Linked DNA regions of Mus musculus: all the other regions are linked to region 3. Evidence: chromatin contacts called from public HiChIP or PLAC-seq and promoter capture Hi-C data. All regions are on one chromosome and are shown on one strand. Each heading gives the region's core, a stretch centred on a gene start, on an enhancer-like site or on the middle of the called end of the contact. The rest is flanking DNA. Distances are from core to core; before and after follow the strand shown. Region 1 holds the start of Zdhhc12 (zinc finger, DHHC domain containing 12). Region 2 has its middle 14 kb from the start of Gm39783. Region 3 holds the start of Dolpp1 (dolichyl pyrophosphate phosphatase 1).

Region 1 (4,360 bases), core at 7-2,506, 300 kb after region 3:
GCTTTTCCAGAGGTCCTGAGTTCAATTCCCAGCAACCACATGGTGGCTCACAACCATTTGTAATGCAATCTGATGCCCTTAAGTGTATCTTAAGTGACAGTGTACTTACATAAAACAAATAAATAAATCTTTAACAACAACAAAAAGGTGTGGACAGCCCAACCCCTTCTTTGGGAACTAGCTTTTATGTCACACAATTAGTTGGCTTTAGTCCCCTCCCTCCACATGTATAGAGGATGGCCTTGAATTTTCTTGCCTCTATCACCAGTTTGTTGAGATTTCAGGCATGTACCACCATATCATATATACCATGCTGGGGCGATAACCCAGCCTTTAGTGCTTGCTAGACAGTCTACCAATTGTGTTAATCCCCAGCCTCTGTTTAATCTCATATGGAATAGTATGATTGGCCCTAACCGCCCCCCGTCCCCCCGTCCCCCAATACACACTCGCGCGGGTGCGTGCGCGCGCACACACGATGGACAACCAATCCTTCCATAACCACCCTGGCCATAGGAAGTCAGTTCTTCAGAAAAAGGGATGTCTATTTGACCAAAACAAATCCCAAGAGCATGCACACTGGGCTTTGGGCTAGAAGAGGGTCATCAGGTGGAAGTCAGCTGAATGGGGGAGGTTCAAGGAACACAAGGAGAGAAAGTCAGTCTGGTTGGGCCGTGGTGGTAGCAGGGGAGACAAATACCTGTCTAAGACGCGGGTACTATTACCAACCCCATTGAAGAGGCAGAAAGTAGCCTAAAGAAGCTCAGTAACTTGCCTCGAGAGTCATAGGCCGGACAATTATTTCTCTGACTCCAAGCTGGGCCATGCGTGTCCAGACTCCGCACCAGAACCCTCCTTTTTCCCATCATCCGTTTGCAAAATCAGAAAACGAATAAGAGGAAAGTGTGTCATCAAGGCGTGCCCTCCTGCAAGCCCGGCCCATCGCCCCTTGGGAGCAAGCTCCGCGTGGCCTCCGGGGATCAAAGATGGGCACGCATGCGCATGCGGGGGTGGGGTTGTCTTCGGAGGCTTCCGCCTCCCGGGTTTTGCAAAGTTACCTGGCCCACAGGAGGCGGAGTTAGGGAGTTGTAGGCTGTGCGCGCGCGGGCCCCGCCTTCAGCCTCCTCGGGCACCTGTTGGCCTGAGGGGCCGCCGGTGGCACCCAATAGACAGCCTCCCTGAGCCGCCCGTGCCCCGCCTCTAATGCAGAGCCACCAATCCCCGCGTTGCTGCAGCCCCGCTGCCCCGCGGCCCCACCTTCTGCGCGCTTCTTCCGGGTGGGCTCGGGCGGGGGCCAAGGCCATGGCTCTTTGGCCGCCGCTTAACTCTGGGATGCTGGTGCGGACTGGGCACACCGTGCTGACCTGGGGAATCACTCTGGTGCTCTTCCTGCACGACACCGGTGAGCCGGACACCGCGCCACCCCGAGCCCACCCGATCACGCGTGGGTATACCGGGGTCCCCCTAATCCTCAGACACATTGAAATCTCCATTTCTATCTCCCACCAGTTCCTCAAGCGTCTTTCTCCTATGTCGGTCCGGGGATCATCCTCTCTCCGCCTGATTCCCAAGTTGGACCCTAATTAATCCCAGTAATTTTCTGTCATCGATAGATGTCCATCCATCCAAAGACCACCAGAGCCCATCAGAGGACCAACTAGAGGCCCCATCTCTCCCATCCCTGGGCTCTACCTGTCCTTCCCAGAAATTGCCTCCCAACCCCTCCCTAAATAAGATTAAGAAATCCGCTAGACTTAAGGACTTGGCTTTCCGGTCCACTCCCCAAATCCTATGAGCCGACTAACTACCCCAAGGGACGCCACTATAGCGAGGAGCAGGTTTCCCACCTTCGCCTGGTAGCATCTCCTTTCCCCATCATTCCCTTCACCCCCTTCCTGCCCCCTCCTAGGTTTCCCTTCCAGAAGGAACAGAGCCCACCAGAGGCTTCCTCTGTAGCCCTCCTCCATCGCTTTTGCCCTTTGTCCTCAGGCTTCCACACCAGGAGTCAGCCACCTTCAAAACCTCCTTGGCTCTCTTTCACCCAAGGGTACCAGAGTTGCCTACGCTCAGCTGTCTGGTGTCACCACGTCCATCACTTCTTAGCCCTCCCTCCTCTCCATAATCCTCCTTCACTGCCATGGGCTTAAACAGGCTGGCTGGCACCTTCCTAGCTGGAGCTCCTGGCTGGCTCCACCCTCTTCCAGGGCTGACTCTTCCCCTGGGGAGCCCCCTTCCTCCTGCCTCCCTCAGGTCTAGCCTCCATATCACCTCCAGCTACTTTCTTTCTACCCCCACCGCCTCCTGCCCTTCCCTTTTGCTATGGTTCTCACTGTCCTCTGGCCTCCCCAGAGCTACGCCAATGGGAAGAGCAAGGGGAGCTGCTCCTGCCCCTCACATTCCTGCTCCTGGTGCTAAGCTCCCTGCTGCTTTATCTGGCTGTGTCACTCATGGACCCCGGCTATGTGACTACTCAGCCCCAGCCTCAGGTAAGCAAGCAGGGACCTCGAAGGCCAACAGGGGAGTGAGACCTCAATGCTGAGCCCTGAGCTGCACTCAGTGTGGGGGCATCTTGATGAAGCCTCTTGCCTACCCCTGTGTTTTTGCTCCTACAATGATGACATCACCCAAGACCCATGTGGGGACAACTGTCTTACAAAGGTCACCAGACGTCTAGTATGCTGCCATGTGCATGCGTCCCCTCTACATGAGATGGGCCCCAAGTCCTGCACAATGGGGACCGGTGGCACCTAGAGAGATGGCCCCAGCATCGTCTGCCTCCCAAGGTAGGAGAACCCCCAATCTCATAATCTTTGTTTCGTTTTCAGGGCGAGCCCAAGGAGGAACAGGCAGCCATGGTTCCTCAGGCCGTCCCACTCCGGCGCTGCAGACACTGTCTGGTGCTGGTAGGTGATACACACATACTCTTGTGGGGGCAGTCAGGCCATCCTTAACCCTGCCTCCCAAATTTAGGACCTGACTATGGCCTTGAGCATTCTCCCCAAAGGAGGACTCACGGGGGAGGCAGCACTAAGCCTAAACTGCGCTCTGTACCCACAGCAGCCCCTGCGTGCCCGGCACTGTCGTGATTGCCGCCGCTGTGTTCGGCGCTATGATCACCACTGTCCCTGGATGGAGAACTGTGTGGGTGAACGCAACCACCCGCTCTTTGTGGCCTACCTGGCACTGCAGCTGGTAGTTCTGCTGTGGGGCCTGTGCCTGGCATGGTAGGTACCTGGGGGAGCACAGACAGCATGCACACAGGTACTCAGGGAACAGGAGTCACTGGGACCCTGCAGTGCCCAGCCCTAGCTCTCCATCCTCTAGGTCTGGCCTTCAGTTCTTCCAGCCCTGGGGGCTGTGGCTCCGGTCCACTGGGCTCCTGTTCACCACCTTCCTGCTGCTCTCCTTCTTCGCGTTAGTGGTTGCCCTGCTCCTGGCCTCCCACCTCTACCTGGTAGCCAGGAACACGACTACCTGGGAGTTCATATCTTCACACCGAATCGCCTACCTCCGCCAGCGCACCAGCAACCCCTTTGACCGAGGGCCGACTCGAAACCTGGCCCACTTTTTCTGTGGTTGGCCCTCTGGGCCCTGGGAGACTCTCTCGGCTGAGGAAGAGGAAGAAGGCAGCAGCCAGGTTGTCTAGGGTTGCTGGAGAGAAGGCTGCTGTTGTGCCTAAAAGCCAGAGGCTGTGCCAGCTAGGGATCAGCCCACTCAGCCTAAGGCCTTTACGTCTTCCTAGGGCTTCCAGCCCTCAGGAGAGAAGTAGACAGAACCCCCCCTGCCACCCCTAAAGGAAGACATAGAAGAAAAGGAAATAAGTTGGGGGAGGGGTGTTAAAAGAGAACCTAGACACTACACAACCCCTGGCCTGGCTACCTCGAGTGTACAGTTTTATTAATTTAATGCTCTATATAAAGTCAAGTATTAAAAAGAAAAGCCACCCATGCTGCCGTGGACTCTTTCCTGGTCTGGGGTCTACCGAGAAATAGAAGGACAGAGTTATAGACACAGCAGGGACACGAAGGAAAAGCCTGCAACGGCAGCCCCACGGACGGCCACTGCCTGGACTCCCACACACTCATTAAATACTTCGGCCCAGGCACATGGTTACGTGGAGGCTTCCTGCAGTCTGGCTGAAGTGCCAGGAGACCCTCAGGACTCCAGGAACTGCTCAGACACGAAGTCAAAGTCCCGGAAGGCAGCCTGTTGGCGAGCAGTGAGGGAGCTCTGGGAGACTGGTGGGGTCAGGGTTGGAGGCAGGCTGGTGAACTCTCCCTCGAAGTAACGAAGGTCTGCAGGGCCACAGAGAGTAGGCACGAAGGGAGGCTGGACGGTGCGGGCCAGCAAGGCCTGCCAG
Region 2 (4,396 bases), core at 415-2,914, 370 kb before region 3:
TCACCCCAAAACTGTCACATACTCTACCAGGAAAGCAAGCTGCAGGGATGCAGGGGACCCAAGGTCAGTCTGAGGTCAGACCCTGTCCAGCCGAATTACTCATTAACTCCTCAAGTCAGGGCACTGAGTTAATGGCCTGTGGAAAGCTGGGGGAAATTCTTCCTGGGAAGGCAGAAGGACTGGCAAGAGAGGAACCCTACACATGAAGGAGAGGCTGTTATTCATCCTCACGCGTGTGCACAAACACACAAACACACAAACACACAATGCCACTCTGTCTAGCAATGGGCAGGGCCCTTGAGGCCTGGTGGCCTGGCTGGAGGATTTAACAATTTAGGGACCATCCAGAACGCTCTGTCTGCAGCAGAGGGTATATGGGACTAGTTGGTGACTTGGCCTGGAGAGGTGGCAAAGACCTGCAGACCCTACCCCAACTCGCTCAGCCCATTGCCCATGGCACACTCTGTCCCTCTAGGGTTGGTGGCAGCAAGCCAGCCTCCATCCACATCAGGGTTGGTCTCCAGTGTCACCGGTCTCCCTGAACCTCCAGTAGTCTGCTCCTGCACCATGTTTGTGAACATGGTTGTTCAGAAGGGGCCAAAGAGGCAAGCCATGAAGTGTGGGCTGGGAGCCCAGGAAGGACTAAGAGAGCTAGGGAGAGCTGGAGGCTTGTCCTGGCACCCATGTCGCTGAGGATGGGGTGGAGATGAAGAGAAAGGGTTGGAATGAGGTGAGGTCTTGGGAGCACACGGGCAGGAGACTACAGAGTTATGGACTGAATCTAGGCAAGCAAGGGCTCTTTGAGAGCGGGACTCCAAGGTGGGTTTAGGAATGAAGAAAGGGCTTCCTTGGAAAGTGGGCAGGGCACTTTTAAAGAACACTCTAGGGTTCAATTCCCTGACCTTGGAGCTGGGGCAGGCCTTGTGTGCGCACCTCTCTCAGAATCAAGGTCTCTGGGAAAAGCTCTTCAGCTGGAACCCTGCGTATAAGAAGCTGATGAAGCCTGAGCCCCCAGTGCTTTCTACACGGTGTGGTGGGTGTGGGGTGTGGCACCTTAGTTTCAGGGCCACACCTTCCTCCCTCCACCTCAACTCCTGGGAACTGCTAGACAACATTAGACAAAGGAGGTTTTTGCTGAAATGCAAACAAACGTTCTCTGGCCAGTCCAGCTCCTGGCGCTTGAGAATAGAATTCTACGCTGGACATTCCTTATGGGGGTGAGGGAGCTCCTGCCACTTCTCCCGTTTCTCCCTGCTGAATCTGGCCCTTCCTAGTGAGCCAGGGTTAGAATCTAGCTCGGGTCAGAACCCCGAGAAGGCAGGGAGAGGGGACCTGAGTCTTTCTGCTTCTCTCTCCCCACAGTCCTGGGACCACAGAGGCCCGCAGAATGGGGCAGCTGTAACCCCAGCCTGAGGACGAGGAGAAACTTGAGTGGCAGCCTAGGGTTGGGCGCTTCCAACAGAGGTGGGAGGAGGGGCTGTTTGTTCAACCCCGAGAGAGGGCGGAGCTGAGATTTCAAAGCCTTCACCATTTGTTAGCCTTCCCTGGGCCCAGGCTGCATTCCAGACCTGAGGGGGTCCTGCCCCTGAGAAACCCAGGAGACTCTAGTTACAGCCCAGCTGCGGAGCCCTGCCCAGCGGAAAGTCTGGTTCCTGCTTCTGGCTCCGGTCCAATTCCCACCCCCTACCGGACAACGGCCAATGCTTGCTTAGGCTTCTGGAGGAGACACACACCACTTTGCAGATAACACCGTCTGGGATTCCCCTGACCCCCAGAGTCTGAAACTGCTGCTACTGCTGTGGATCTGATCTCTGCCTAGCCAAACCTGGTCAGGAATTTGCAGGAAGGGGGTGGGTTGGACTGATTTTTTTCCTGCACAGCCCAAACCATGCTTTACTTTTTGAGATGGCATCTCATGTAGCCCAGGCTGGCCTCCAACTTGATCATTGTGAAGGTGACCTTGAACTTCTGATCCTCCTACTTCTACCCTTCCCATCTCTAGCATTGGTAGTACTCGGCGTGTGCTGTCCTGTCCTTTCCCTGTGCTTCCCCGACAAGTGGCCAAGCAAACATGTATGTGTGCATGTATACTTGGGGAACCCTGCTGGACTAGGAGTACAGTCTCTCTCCAAACCCCCCAGGGCCTGGAAACCAAGCTTACCCAGTATGCACTAAGTGCAGTCCAAGGAGAGGGGGAACACGGGAGATTCAGACTCTTCTTGTCTCCTGGCAATGGCTGGCTAACGGTGCTGTGTTCTGGGTCAGCGAGGCAGGGACTCAGTGTAGTAGTGCTGAAGTAAAGACATAATTAATGGACACAAGACCATGGATTCCACATTCAATTCCCAGCACCCACACAGTGGCTCACAGGATCTGCAATTCCAGTTCCAGGGCATCTGACAGTCTCTTCTGATCTTCTCAGATACCAGCCATAGACCTGATACACAGATCAGAAAGCAAATAAATATTAACTACAAAACAAAAAAACCAAGACTCTGGGTTCAAGTCCCAGCTCACAAGAGCCCTCTGAACTAGTAGGGGTTGGGACAGGACCAGCCTTGAACTTTACGCCTGCTCAACCTCCATCTGCTTCACAAATACAAGTCTCAACGCAGGGGACCACTGCCTTAGGCAATGGGAACTTGAGACTGAATGTCTGGGGGCAGGGACACACCTAGGCTTGGCCTTCAAGCTAAGAATCAGGTTTGTGGGATCCAAGGTAAGGCTGCCCCTTCTAGGACATTCCCCAAAGGTCTCTCCCTCTAGCTGGCTCCCCTACCATTAGCTTTGCGGTCAAGTTTGTTGGTTATTTTGGGACAGAAACTCATGGATCCTAGACTGCTTTAAACTTGCTACATAGTGGAAGGGAACATAGTGTTTGTGTGTATGAGTGCAGGCCCTCACATGCCACAGGGTGTGTGGAGGTCAGAGGGAAACCTCGGGTTTCATCGCCTTCCATCTTGCTTGGGGTGTGGTCTCTCTTGTCAATCACCTCTGCATAACGGATTAAGGTTGGCTAACAGAAAGCTTGTGCTGGGATTCCAGGCGCATGTACGGCTGTGCCGGTTCTTATACGGGTTCTGAGACCCAGGTTCAGAGACTTATGCTTGTCCCCAAGCACTTTACCCTCCAAGCCATCTTCTTAGCCCCCAACTTATTTTTTGAGACTGGGGAATTCATTGAACCTAGAGCCCAGTTGGCAAGGCTGGCAAGTCAGTGAGCTCTGGGGGCTTCTCCTCTCTCTGCCTTCTCAGCCCTGGAATTACAGATGTCGTGCCACCTGGATTTTCCATGGTCCTTATGTGTCCCAGGCAAACACGTTCCTAACCAAGAGATGTCCCCTGCACCTTGTGGCTTGTGGCTGCCGGGCGTAAGGTGCATGCCACCATGCCCGTTTTGTGCAAGGCTGGGGACAGAATCTGAGAATTCAATGGCAAGCCCTCTGCCAGGACTGCGCCCAGAACCCCCACTGTGCATACTTGTCAGATCCCACCCTAACTGTGCAGCAGAGTCCAGACACTGTGAGTCAGGAGTCCCATGTGCCTGGGTTCCCTCAGGTTACTGCGTTTGTCTTGTGTCAGGCTTGGAGTTCTGGGGTGTGGTTGAGTCAGCCACATTTTTGGCACATTCAAGAGCTGTCAGGAACAATGCGGTCACCTGGGGACTCTGAGTGGCCAGGGAAGGCTGGTTTGGTAGCTCATAGCCTAGAATTTGGCCAGTGCTACCATGGGGACTGCAGGCACTATGGAAGAGTGCTAAATAACAGAAATGGGGGGGGGGACCATAGCTTGTCCCTTTCCTGACCTTTGATCATCTGCTAACAAGACTCTTAATCTTCCTGCTAAATCCTTTTTATGTATATTTAATTTTTAGTCGTGTGTGTGTGTGTGTGTGTGTGTGTGTGTGTGTGTGTGTGTGTGTGTGTGCAGTACCTACAGAGGACAGAAGAGGGCACCAGATCTCCAGCACTGGAGTTGCAGGCAGTTGTGCCAGAGTCCCACCTAGGTGCTGGGAACAGAATTAGGGTTCTCAGCTGGTTCTTAACCACTGAGCAGTCTTTCCAGTACCCTGCCGATTTCTTCTTACTAGAGAACATCATGCATACAGAGTCCAGGGAGCCTGAATGTGAGGGCTTATTACTGTTTTAAAATGTGTGTAAGTGTGCTGGGATTAGCGAGCTAGGCAAATGTTCTCTACCCTGGACCTACAGCCACAGTCTTCGGTTTTCTGAGACGTGCATGGTCTTGTTAAGTAGCTCAAACTGGTCTCAGGGTCACGGTCCTCCAGCTTCCGAATCCAGACTACTGGGGTTACAGGTGTCTGTCATGCAGCCTCTGGAGACTGATTTCCTCCAGAGCCACCCCCATGTACAGGAAGTGGGACATCCTTATAAGCC
Region 3 (3,784 bases), core at 403-2,902:
CACACACAGCCTTGTATGTGTTATGGTGTTCACAGCTGCAGGCTCTTCTCACCTGAAAGGCCATGAGCCCTCCAAGAAGCTACTCTGACGCCAAGGACGGAGAGTCGGGAAGCTGTGGAGACCCCAGTCAGGTCTCTCCCCTTCACCAGGCCTGTTTTCCCTCCTCAGGGGCAGAGACTTTCCATAGAACAAGAGTGCAGGGACTTCATCATTCCAAACCCCGAGCTGGCCCAGGGCCTTGCACCCGGGAGATGCTATGCTAAGGGAATGCAGAATGAATGGATGGATGGGTGGTTGGGTAATGAACAGGCACTTTGATAGGGCCCATCCCTGGACTGCCACACCTTAAGTATAACCCAGAACACCCAGAGGCAAAGTTCTCCTGGCCTGTGGCCCTGTGTTCTCAGCAGACCCAAGTTCTCAGGCCCTCTACCCAAGAGGACAGGCCCTTCCTGGACAACCAGAGGCCAGCAAGGGGGCCCCGGCTGCTCAGCAACAAACATTTATCCAGGGAGGGTGCTGGCAAGCTAGAGAGATAAACTACAGGTATTTACTGGGTGTCCACTGTGGGCCAGGCTCTGTGCCCAGCACCTCTTAGGCCTGTGGTCATTTGAGTCACACACCATTACAGAAAGGAGACACTGTACTTGGAGCCACTTAAGATGAAGTGACTGGAGGGGTGGTGCCTACCCTGGAGCCCGGAAACGTCTCACCCCAAGGCCTAAGCTCCGCTCCGCTCCACTCTATGGAGCCGAGCCGGAACTTCAGAACCATGGCTAATGGACCTTCCCACCAGAGAGGCGGGCACTCCCAGAGGCGTGTCAGATGGAAGCTCTTACAAGTCAGGCTCCCAGGGGCTGCATGCCCCCTTGGCGGCTGGCCTCTGCCGCGCTGCTCAGGGCGTGGCGCCGCAAATTCTCCCAAACCTGGCCTGGGTTTGCACACTCCCTGCAACTGGGAGCTTTCTCCAGTGAGCAGCCCGCAGCGTAGTGAAGGAAACTGTCACTCCCTGCACAGCCGAGCAGGAGTGCGGCCTCTCTGGCTCGGGGGAGGGCGGGGCACAAGGGACAAAGTCCAGGCCCAGATCCTCGCCCGCCCTATCCAGACCCTCCCCCGGCCCAGGACAGCCCACCAGCACCCCGGGACCCCGGAGAGCGACTCGGCCGCGCAGCCGCAGAGCACACGAGCGAGCCGCTCGCAATTTCTCCCTGCTCATCGCCGCCTCACTGCGCCTGCGCGGCGCGCGCGCCGGCCGAGCCCCTCCAAGGCTCGCTGTTTGACAGTTCCCACCGCGGTTCCAAGGCGCCCCGAAGGCGGTCCGCGCGGCCCGGAACGCCCGGGGCTGTGGCGGCAGCTCGAGGAGAACGTCCTCGGAGCCGGGGCAGGCTCTTACCTGCAGGGTATTCGACGTGGGTGAGGGTCACTGGCCGCCATGAAGCGGGGAGCGAGCACTGTCCGTCCGCTGCCATCTTACCCGGAGACCGGGCTTCGCAGAGCAGCCAATGGGGAGCAAGGGGGGCGGTGGTCCTGACCTATCACGCCGGGGAGACGCCACGCACCCAATCCGAGGCCGATTGCAGGTAGTGGCGCAGCCATTCAGTGTGCAGGTCGTGAGGCTGGCCCGTGCGGCGAATCAGAGAGCGGGGACTCGCGCAGCTTTGCCAGTGTCCAATCCCGTGCGAGTTCAGGTAGTTGACTAACCAATCAAGAGAATGGAGCACTCGCAGCGCAGGACAGAGCGCAGAACAGCCAATCAAAAGGTAAGCTTAGCTCGGCGTGTGGGAAGGGCGAGCCAATCAGGCGCTATCTCGGGGGGCGTGTTGTACTTTGGTGGGAGCTTTGGTTAGGCTGGCACCTGCGCCCAGAGTTAAAGCTCCTGAGAACCCAGAGCGCAGTGGAGGAGCAGCCTCAGCACCACCGGGTCTCAACCGACCCATTTGGAAAACAAAAATGTGTTCCTCACTATGAAGGCTAGGCTTGCCCCAGCATCATTCTGCCTCGTCCTCCAGGTTCTGGCTTCCTGTCCATAAATGTAAACTGAAGTCAAAGACCTAGTGCAGTTTTTTATTGCCCTTTACTGACAGACAAGAGGTGCAGTTCCGCAAAGGAACTTTTCTGTTAAAAAAAAATTATTGGTCCTCACTTCTGGGATGTAGCACATATTGTAGATATCTTAGATGGGATGCTATACGTTTCAATTACGCCGTAGCGTAGTGAGGCCACTTGGGACCATTTTCAGTATAATCCAGATGTTCCATCTACCCTTCTCTGTTTCCCCATTCTTGAAGAAACATTCTTGAAGAAACAGCCACACCTCCCACCCACGTCCCCTTTCTGAACCAACTCTCTCCAGACAGACCTACTTACTGTCTAGGCCAGATTCCAATTCCTCAAATTTCTCTGCAAGGAATGGGCACACACACTCCTGCCCCATTTGCCTGGCCCAGGCTGACTTGTCAGTTCATAGCTTCAGGTTCTGAAAATTAAGAGAAGGGCCTCCACAGAAGCAGGGGGATCTCTGTGAGTTGGAAGCCAGTCTGGGCTACCTCAGAAAGGGGGTGGGGGAGTTCCAGTGGTCTCCCACAATTGCACCTCCTTTGCCTACCTCATCTCTGGCTACACTTGACTGTAATTATTTCCTTGTCTGCCTCTGCCAGTATGCAACGGTTCTCTGACCTCTGACTAAGGCCCAGAGCATGTACAGTAAAAAAATAAAAATAAAAGCAGGTTCCGGGTCTGCCTTAGACCTGGGGGTACCCAGTAGGTCTAGGTTGGAGCCTTGGCCCTCCATATTCTATGTTCTGAGGTCACTAGCTACAGTGGCTTAGTCTGGCAGCCCGTGGAAGCCAGAATTGTAGGTTACTCTAAGTAGGCTGGGGACTCAGAATCCCCCAGTGGTGTTCAGCTTGTCTTCCGTCTCCCTACCCAGCCTGAACTTATCCAGCTGGGCCCACCTCCTAGTCACCTGCCCTTAGCTCTCTCTCTCAGGCAAAGTCATTATTAGCCTTTGAAAGAAAGAGGTGTGAGACGTGGTCATGAGCTTCCTAGAATAGTTCTCTGAGAGAGAGGGCACCCATGGAAGGTCAGGCTGCCTTGCCCTTCTTCAGAGTCCCAGAAACACAGAGAGAGCATCCCTAAGGAAGTGACAAGATGAAGAACTGAAAATGTGTGGGAGTTATTGGGGCGAGTCTCCAGCAGGAAGAAAAGCTGGACTTCTTGTGGGGGAGGTGGGTGGGGCTGAGCCACTGAGTCTCTGAGGGAATAGCTGGTGCTGAGGGTACAGAAAGCTCTGAGGGTAAGTAAATAATGAAGGAATCTTTTTCCCCCCGAGGCAGGGTCTCAGTGTGTAAACTTGACTGGCCTGGAACTCATTATGTAGATGTTGTGCAGATCTCAAACTCACTGAGATCCACCTGCCACTGCCTCCCAAGTGCTGAGACTAATGGTATGGTCCGCCACACACACTTGCTTTTGCTATTTTTTAATTATATAAAATATTTAGCTGGGTGGACACCCTAAAATTGTAGCAACTGGGAGGTAAAGGTAGGAGATTGGGATTCCAGCCCATGCAGGAATTTGTCTTTTAAAAAAAAAAAAAAAAGGCCAGATGGAGCATGCCTGTAATTCCAGAACCTGAGAGGGGCAGGAGGATCAGAAGTTCTGGTAACCCTCGGGTCACATAGTGAGGTCTTGGCTAGCCTGGCATACCTAAGAATCTCCTCAAAAAACAGAATGGGGGGGGGAAACTAAACTAAAAACCAAACTGCGTGTGCGTGTGTTTGGA

The links. HiChIP or PLAC-seq counts read pairs in DNA pulled down with a chosen protein or histone mark. Capture Hi-C pulls out chosen DNA fragments and counts their contacts.
Region 1: a promoter capture Hi-C map of adipose tissue shows a contact between it and region 3. The contact joins the promoter of Zdhhc12 here to the promoter of Dolpp1 in region 3. A contact is called at or near these places in 1 of 39 promoter capture datasets (hematopoietic stem and progenitor cells), 4 of 115 datasets of contacts at active chromatin or transcription factors (Th17 cells, embryonic stem cells and pancreatic cancer cells) and 3 of 9 other capture datasets (adipose tissue, liver and pancreatic islet).
Region 2: a FOXA1 HiChIP or PLAC-seq map of pancreatic cancer cells shows a contact between it and region 3. The contact joins the enhancer-like site here to the promoter of Dolpp1 in region 3. A contact is called at or near these places in 2 of 39 promoter capture datasets (stem cell-derived epiblast-like cells and trophoblast stem cells), 2 of 115 datasets of contacts at active chromatin or transcription factors (extraembryonic endoderm stem cells and pancreatic cancer cells) and 2 of 9 other capture datasets (adipose tissue and liver).

What each region holds. Positions count from the first base shown.
Region 1 is chr2:30,090,531-30,094,890 of GRCm38.p6, reverse strand. It overlaps Zdhhc12 (zinc finger, DHHC domain containing 12), which reads left to right and starts at 1,256. Exons shown (of 5, transcript NM_001037762.1): 1 at 1,256-1,402; 2 at 2,350-2,486; 3 at 2,826-2,903; 4 at 3,058-3,224; 5 at 3,325-3,947. The coding sequence starts at 1,303. The coding sequence ends at 3,646. Pkn3 (protein kinase N3) reads right to left here. Exons shown (of 22, transcript NM_153805.2): 22 at 3,872-4,360. The coding sequence ends at 4,156.
Region 2 is chr2:30,755,754-30,760,149 of GRCm38.p6, reverse strand. No RefSeq gene overlaps it. Among named protein-coding and RNA genes, the nearest start is that of Gm39783, 14 kb to the left of the region's middle. Within about 2 kb of position 1,664, at least 173 of the 459 cell types and tissues checked have an H3K27ac peak or open chromatin away from gene starts, as enhancers often do. A contact at or near this core is called in adipose tissue, extraembryonic endoderm stem cells, liver and 1 more, where this site is marked.
Region 3 is chr2:30,390,122-30,393,905 of GRCm38.p6, reverse strand. It overlaps Dolpp1 (dolichyl pyrophosphate phosphatase 1), which reads right to left and starts at 1,652. Exons shown (of 8, transcript NM_020329.4): 1 at 1,394-1,652. The coding sequence starts at 1,469.